2 separate regions of the Ovis aries genome follow, and region 2 is linked to region 1. A link is a contact called in public Hi-C data. All regions are on one chromosome and are shown on one strand. Each heading gives the region's core, a stretch centred on a gene start, on an enhancer-like site or on the middle of the called end of the contact. The rest is flanking DNA. Distances are from core to core; before and after follow the strand shown. Region 1 has its middle 21 kb from the start of TMEM174. Region 2 overlaps FCHO2 (FCH and mu domain containing endocytic adaptor 2).

Region 1 (3,533 bases), core at 305-2,804:
AGAGAACCTTCAGAGTTCGTAAGTTGAAACACTCTTGTCACGCCCAGGAATTTTTATTAACTGGAGCTGTAGGTTAACTCCTTCTCTGAGAGAAATGGTTATGGGGGAGAGCCTCCTGTAAAGTACTCTGGTTTTGGGGGTAGATGCTCGGGAACAGGGGGTTTCCTGAGGCTTGATCACGTCTTTGCATGTGCCAATCTTCCTTCCTCATGACCTTTGCCATGGGTGGAGTTCCTCACGCTGGCTCCCAACAGATCACTAGATATCAACTCCATCAGCTGCTTAGATTCTCTGAGCCTCAGTTTCCACATTTATAAAAGAGACTAATGACAGTATCTGTGTGATAAGGGTATGAGGAGCAAGTGAGATGATAGAGAAAGAGAATGGTGGGTTGTAAGCTCAGCAACTATCAGCTACATTTATTTATGATTTTTTAAAGAGCTTATTTATTTATTTTTTAACTTATTTGGGTGCAGAGAGTCTTAGTTGTTGCACGTGGAATCCTTAGTTGTGGCATGCGGCTCTAGTTCCCTGACTGGGGATCAAACCCAGACCCCTTGCATTGCTAGCATGGAGTCTTAGCCACTAGACCACCAGGGGAGTCCCTCAGCTACATTCATTTTTATCTTGCTACATTTCTTTACACTTCCCCTTCGGGTACTCGAGGAGCTGGGTCCCTGGTGGGGTTGAACACCCAGGCCCTCGCCAGGAGGCCCTGAGGTCATTGCCTGGGTACTAAGGATTAACTGCCACTAGACCAGAAGGTCAAGGTGAAACTTCTCCGACTCTTAGGGTCAGCAAAAGTCCTATTACGGCAAAGGAAGACATACAGGTGAAGCGTGTATGTAATTCCAGGATGATATTTATCTCCTCCTCCGGGAAGTGGAAAATCACAAGGTGGAAAACTCATACCTTAATGTAGAATCAGCTGAAATTTGGAGAGGGACTGCAAACAGTAGGTCTCTGCTGTCTCTGTGTGTGCCTGTTTGTAGATTTGCTTATTTGGGGTTTTGTATTTTATTGTTTCTGTATCTTCAAAGGAGCGGAAATAGTTGAGCCTGGAACAGAGCCCAGAGGTGCCTCTTGAAGCTCAGGTGAGAAAGTGTGCCACCTGGGGGAACAGAAGGTCCCCTCCACCCCACATCCCTCCCTGCCCTCACCAGCCAAGCCTCACAGAGATCTTGCCACGCTTGCTGAGAGGCGGGAGTGGGAGATGAAAGCCTTGTGGACCACAAGCAGGGGAGAGAGGAGAGGCCGTCTTTTCTCCAAGGGTAGCTACACTCCTCCCAACCTTCTGGATAGTTCTCCGTGGTGCTGGTGCGGGGAACATGGCAGAGGCCACCCAGCGTAAATCGCTGCTGCCTGAAATGGAATCCAGTCTCCAGGCATCAGGAGGTGGAGAGGCCGCTCCCCACTGCTGCTCCCCGCCCCCACATGGCCCCCCCGAGCCTCACTGCCACCAGGAGAGCAGCTTGGCCTGCGAGAGACACTGCTCTGCTCACAGCCACTATTAACCTCGGGAACTCTCTGGGCAGGATGCCAACCCGGATCTCCATCCGGGAAGGAGGAATCAGAGCTAGCAGATACCTGTGCTGTTGGAGGTGGATCTCTGGGTGAGGTCTTGAGCAGCTGCCTTTCTTTCTGTGTCTGATGAAATATGAGCCAGAGCCAGGGAACTCCTCTCAGCTCCTCCAGGAAAAGGCCCTCCAGCCTCCAGGGATAGGCGAGCTCCCCCAGTGAGCGTTCGGAGGATCTGGGATGTCTGGGGAAGGCCTGCTCGTTCAGAGTCCGAGGCCCAGAAGTGCCTCCATAACTGCTCTCGCAGCCCAACTCCTCACTCCCTCTCCAGCCATGTACTCTCCATGCTCATCCCTTTGGTCCCCTTCCTGCAGACCACATAGTACCTCTGGGGAGGTGGTGATTAAAGATACTTGGTTCTCCTTTTTGCCATTCTAGAAAACCTGCCGATTTCAGTTAGTGAGAAGTCTGTGTAAGAGTACTCTGCCATACTAAACAGGGTTTGTAAAATGTCACTATGGAAGGAGCCGTAGAGGCTAGCAAATGGTGCTGAGTGTAAAAATTAGGAATAAAATGAAGTGATAGTACAATATAATATATGAACATTTAAAGTCCATACATGAGACAATGCTCATGTGATAAAACTACATACCTACTCAAAGAGAAATACCTTTCATAGCGATGTGGTTGCCTATTGGGAGAAAAGGGATCAACGCTGGGAACTGAAAAAGCAGGAAAAGCAGAAAATGAAGAAAAGGGGAGGGAGGAGAAAGGGGAAGGGAGGGGAGAGAGAAACTTGCTGTAAAGATAATGGTAGCAGACTATGTCTTGAGTGTGAGCAATTCTACCCTTTAGAATGAAGTTCTAGAACAAAAGTTAAAAAAAAGAAAGGAAGCAAGCCCTACCTAGTCTAGTCTTTTTATTTTACAAATGGAGAAATGGAGACTCAAAAAGATGAATTATTTGGCTGTATTCGATGGCAGAAACCAGATATTTTGATTCCTACTTCACTGCCCCCTCTACTGCGTCTAACTGCTGCACATGTGCTTATGACACCTCCTTGCCTCCTCTTCTAATGAGTAATTCATGCAATTACAGTTTTAACTAGAGATGTTGATCATTGCTGGCCCAACTCACATCCCCTCCTCAGAGAAGCTGGAAGACAGGAGCCTTGCTGGATACCAGATGATGCAGCCCTCCTCTTGAGGGGGCATTTGATACAAGGGCAAGCCTTCCCTAGATAGAGGGACGGATGGCCAATCACCATGATTTGCCTGATCTGAGGGGGTGCCCAGAACACAAAAATTTCTGTGCTAAAACTAGAAAATTCCTAAGCCAACTAGGACAAGTTGGCAACCCTAGCAGAAAGGGACTTATGACCTGTGTAGCCAAGTTCAAAACAATAACATGGGCAGTCAGCTTCTCCGTTAGAAACTGAGAAACTAAAAGGTTGAGGCTGGGGGTGAAGTAAAAGTCCTACGATACAGAGAGAGGGCAAGGGGCGTTGAGGAGCTGCCGTGGTGGCCATATGTAAACAAAACTAATGGCAGGAACTATGAATAAGTAGAGGACACTGATTATATTTTAGGAAAATTGACTTTCAGTAGCTTTTTCCTTAAAAACCACCGTAGCCAATTTCAGACCCTTGCAGAGACTCTTTCCAGATGCTTCTGTTTGCTGCTGCTGTTTCTGCTTTCATTGCCAAGGAGAAGAGTGTAGCAGATGACTCTTCTGTATTAAAAACAATTCTCTTCAGACCAGTGCTGCTTATCTTCCAGATTAAAGAGAAATAAGCAAAGTGCAGCACACTTAGAAATTTCAAGTTGGGAAACGCAAAAGTGACTTCCTGATTCCCACCTCACATCTTCTGGAGCTCACAAAGCTCTTAATTAGCCAAAGTTGATGTAACGGATGGCTTTTCCCAAAGATAGCAACAATAGCATTTCCTATTTCTCCTTCTCTTCTCACACTGTTACTTTGACGTTACTCTCCTTAAGAGATGGAGTCTGTGTTCC
Region 2 (3,533 bases), core at 356-2,855, 86 kb after region 1:
TCCCATTTGTAAATTATGAAACTGTGTCCAAAATATTTACTTCCTTCAGTTAATCAGGATTTGTTATAAAGTTAGGTTTTTTACTATTTAATATTAGTAGTTTATTTTAAGAAATGCTTAACCCAATCCATCATTTCAAACAGTTTCCTCATTTTTAGCAGGAAGTGATAAGAACATAAAAACTGCCAATTTTTCCAAGTGTTGAAAATGCCCAAACTGATCTTTTCTAAAGTGTGTTCCTCACAAACTACTACAAACTCATGCTCACATCACATTCAGTAAATAAATATATAAATTTCCAATAATAAGAGTGAGAGGAAATGTTAACTTGAGTGAAAATGCCAGTTACCAATTTACCATTACGGTTTTACAGAATTTTTTGATAAGGTTAAGATGGAACATCTGAAGGTAATCTTTTTCCCTGTAAACATACGCTATTAGTTGTATTTCCCTAGTGGCTACAGTGTAACACTAAAGAAGGGAGCCAGGGTTCTTAAGTATAAATTGTCCTCTAGCTATTCTGAATTCCCATTGCAATTGCAACCAAAGATTTTTATAAAAAATCACAATTATCTTATAAAAATTCTTGACTAAGATTCTGAATACAAAATCTGGACTGTGAGGAAAAAAGTGAGGCACATTAATGAACACAAACTGGATAGGCACATTTCTGGGTTTTGTTATTGTTTTAAAGGCACACATTATGCAATCCATATAAAAATAAATTAAATCTACAGCATTAATTCATCAAAACAATCACAACTTCTATAAAGTTAACTGCAGAAGCAAATTTCTCTGCTGTCTTTTGCAAGCTTATTTTAAAACACATTGCACTTGAGGATTAAAAAAAATCATATAAAACACCATTTACACTTTATTAATATGTTTATATGAGAATCAAATTATAGATTTTGCATACACCTTGGACTCTGGTCTGATTACTTTATGGCACATAACTCAATTTGATTGAGTGTTATCAACATTATCCCAAACTTAGAATTCACGTTCTGTTTGTATCCATTCAATATCAAACTTAAACGTTTTTAAAAGCTATCTCTGACTCTAAAAACTTATAGAAAGCTAAATTATTTTGTGCTTCCTCTCCTGAAATTTCAGGCCTCATATTACACTATAAGCCCCTTTTTCAACATAGACACTGAAGATAAAATTTCCAGCCTATAAAAACTTCATTTTACTGAGAATCTGAATACATGTGCTTCCTGAATATTGCAGTTGATCATTTACAGCGTTGAAAATCATTTCAGTGCTATTTTCTTCGGTGACTCACTTCAAAAGTGCAATTTAATGTTTGTAGTCAGCTCTTAAAGATATAATACAAGTCAGAATAGTGTTTGGAAAGAAAAATAATGCAGAACGGCAGGTCTGTACTACTCCCTTGAGCCAACCACTTTCCCAGGTCCATCAACAATCCGCCAGGTATCGTCCTGGAAAACACCAAGGAGACCTTTGCCATTATAATTTCAAATGAACTCAAAGGAAGACATTTCCACTGTGGTTACAGATACAAACCCCAGTTCCCATCTGCTGTTTACAGTACATTAGAATCAGATCACAGGTGTTGAGCTATACTGACCATGAGTACTCTCTCTCCCAGGTGTGTCTCTATCTGGCACTTTGTACCAAAGGTCAAAGGAAACATTTCCATGCCTTCAGACTATAAACTACTTGAGAGTCATTTAGTAACTGTTAGAATATAAATGTTTCCCATGTACATGAAAAAGCTTGAAATCTCCCAACTTACCAGTGGCAAACCGCTTCTTTACTAAGGAAAGCCTGTAGCCAGTGCCTACAAGTTCAGTGTCTACTCCTGAGAGGGTACTTCCCTCGCTGAGGAATTGCACTGCAAGTGTTGTGGGTTTACTGGGTCCTTCTGAAAGATCAAATTTTGCTCTGAGGGACCCAGAACCTACAAGGAAAAGAACAAAGAACTTACACAGGATACTATATTTCACACCAAAAAAGGCAAGTGAGCAAGTAAAAGCTAAAAAAAAAGTCAATCCTATCCCAAATTCTTTAAACGTATACGTGAATCATCGTCCTGTTTTCAAATCAGATTTTAGTCAGTGAATCTGGATTTTCATTAAGTAATCTTAATCCATGCTTCTCTTTGACTTAATAACAGTCTTCAGAGGGATTTACTATTGATATTCCTACACTGTGTTGTGTTGAAGTGAGTTAAAAGACAAGTAAGGCTGAGGACAGGAAGGAAAGAAGGAAGCCCTGGAAGCGATGAATGGGCATTAAAGCCAAAGGGAAATGACTGCCGAGTGCCATGGGGTGGGAGAGGTAAAGAAGCTAAGATAGCTAAGGTTGGGAAAAGCTGTATCAGTATTACCTCTGTGTTCATCTTTCTTTTTAAAATCATGCCAAATATGTCTGAGGGGCTTTCTATTCAATATAACCATTTATTCCACATTCCTCAGTCTAACAGTCTGGCAGGAATAGTATTAATTATGACTATTAAAAATTTATAATACAAAAAAACCTATCAAAAGCTATGGACACAAAGCACATAAAATGTTGTGGGGATGATGGGGCCTATTTCAGGAAAAGGTTAGAACAGGTGTAGAGACGGGAGAGCTGACAGCACGTTGCATTTAAGGTAACTACATCTATACCAGAAGATCTGGAGGATAGATGTAAGTGGAACAAAGTGGCCGAAGATGATAGACTGGTAGCTGAGAAAAGCTCTAAGTATCTTTACCATGATAAGAAATAAACATAGGGAGCCAGCAAAGACAAGGAAGACAGAACATTCCAGGTAGGAATCTTAGAAGGGCAGCAAGGTGCAAGATGCAAGGTAGGGACACCACCTGAAAGTCAATAAAATGGTCTAGGACTCTAGGTGACAGGAAAAGTGTATTTGAACTGCACTGAGGGAAAGCAAAGAGGAGAATGAATTTGGAAAACATTCAGGAGTTGAAATCAAAGGGTAAATAGGAGGAGAGGCCTAGGAGGGAGGGTTCCCAGGTTTCTGGTTTGAGGAAAGTAGACAGAATTGCTGGGTAGAAACAGTGACATTCTGTGATTCCCTGTACAGAAACTGAACACCACAGAGAGAACCTGAACGAAAATGTAACAAAGACCCACCCTATACTATTGTACCTGGTGGCACACAGATCAGTTGGGAAAATGAATTGCTGTCTCTTAGCCAGTGTCCAAGTCCTCCTTAAACTTTTAGTTTGTGATATGCAACTCAATTCTGTGAAAGTGCGACCACAGGCCAAGAGCAGTCACCAGGGCAACCCTAAAACTTTAGAATATTTCCTGCTCCTCTCCAAGCATAAAGCCAAAATAGAAACAGACTTCTACTTTATTGTATTATAATTTGGAGATCTCTTTTTAAAAGTTGACTAACCAAATCAGAACCACATTTGTAAGATGTTTCCATTTCCTCAGTCACTCTGATACCTGAACAGCAGAGGGAAACTATAATTACAATACCCAGTTAGAAAATTTGTATCCTGTTTTTCAGAGAACAAATTCAGTTCTTGGCAAATGTCTACAATAAT

The links. A called contact is a pair of places that touch in the nucleus more often than the background predicts.
Region 2: a contact with region 1 is called in a Hi-C map of mixed tissues, with 2.6 times the contacts expected there. The contact joins two enhancer-like sites. A contact is called at or near these places in 3 of 16 Hi-C or Micro-C datasets (liver, mixed tissues and tail adipose tissue).

What each region holds. Positions count from the first base shown.
Region 1 is chr16:8,606,182-8,609,714 of ARS-UI_Ramb_v3.0, forward strand. No RefSeq gene overlaps it. Among named protein-coding and RNA genes, the nearest start is that of TMEM174, 21 kb to the left of the region's middle. Within about 2 kb of position 1,555, at least 7 of the 54 cell types and tissues checked have an H3K27ac peak or open chromatin away from gene starts, as enhancers often do.
Region 2 is chr16:8,692,381-8,695,913 of ARS-UI_Ramb_v3.0, forward strand. It overlaps FCHO2 (FCH and mu domain containing endocytic adaptor 2), which reads right to left. Exons shown (of 26, transcript XM_060400320.1): 25 at 1,763-1,927; 26 at 1-1,445. The coding sequence ends at 1,423. Among named protein-coding and RNA genes, the nearest start is that of TMEM171, 47 kb to the left of the region's middle. Within about 2 kb of position 1,606, at least 5 of the 54 cell types and tissues checked have an H3K27ac peak or open chromatin away from gene starts, as enhancers often do.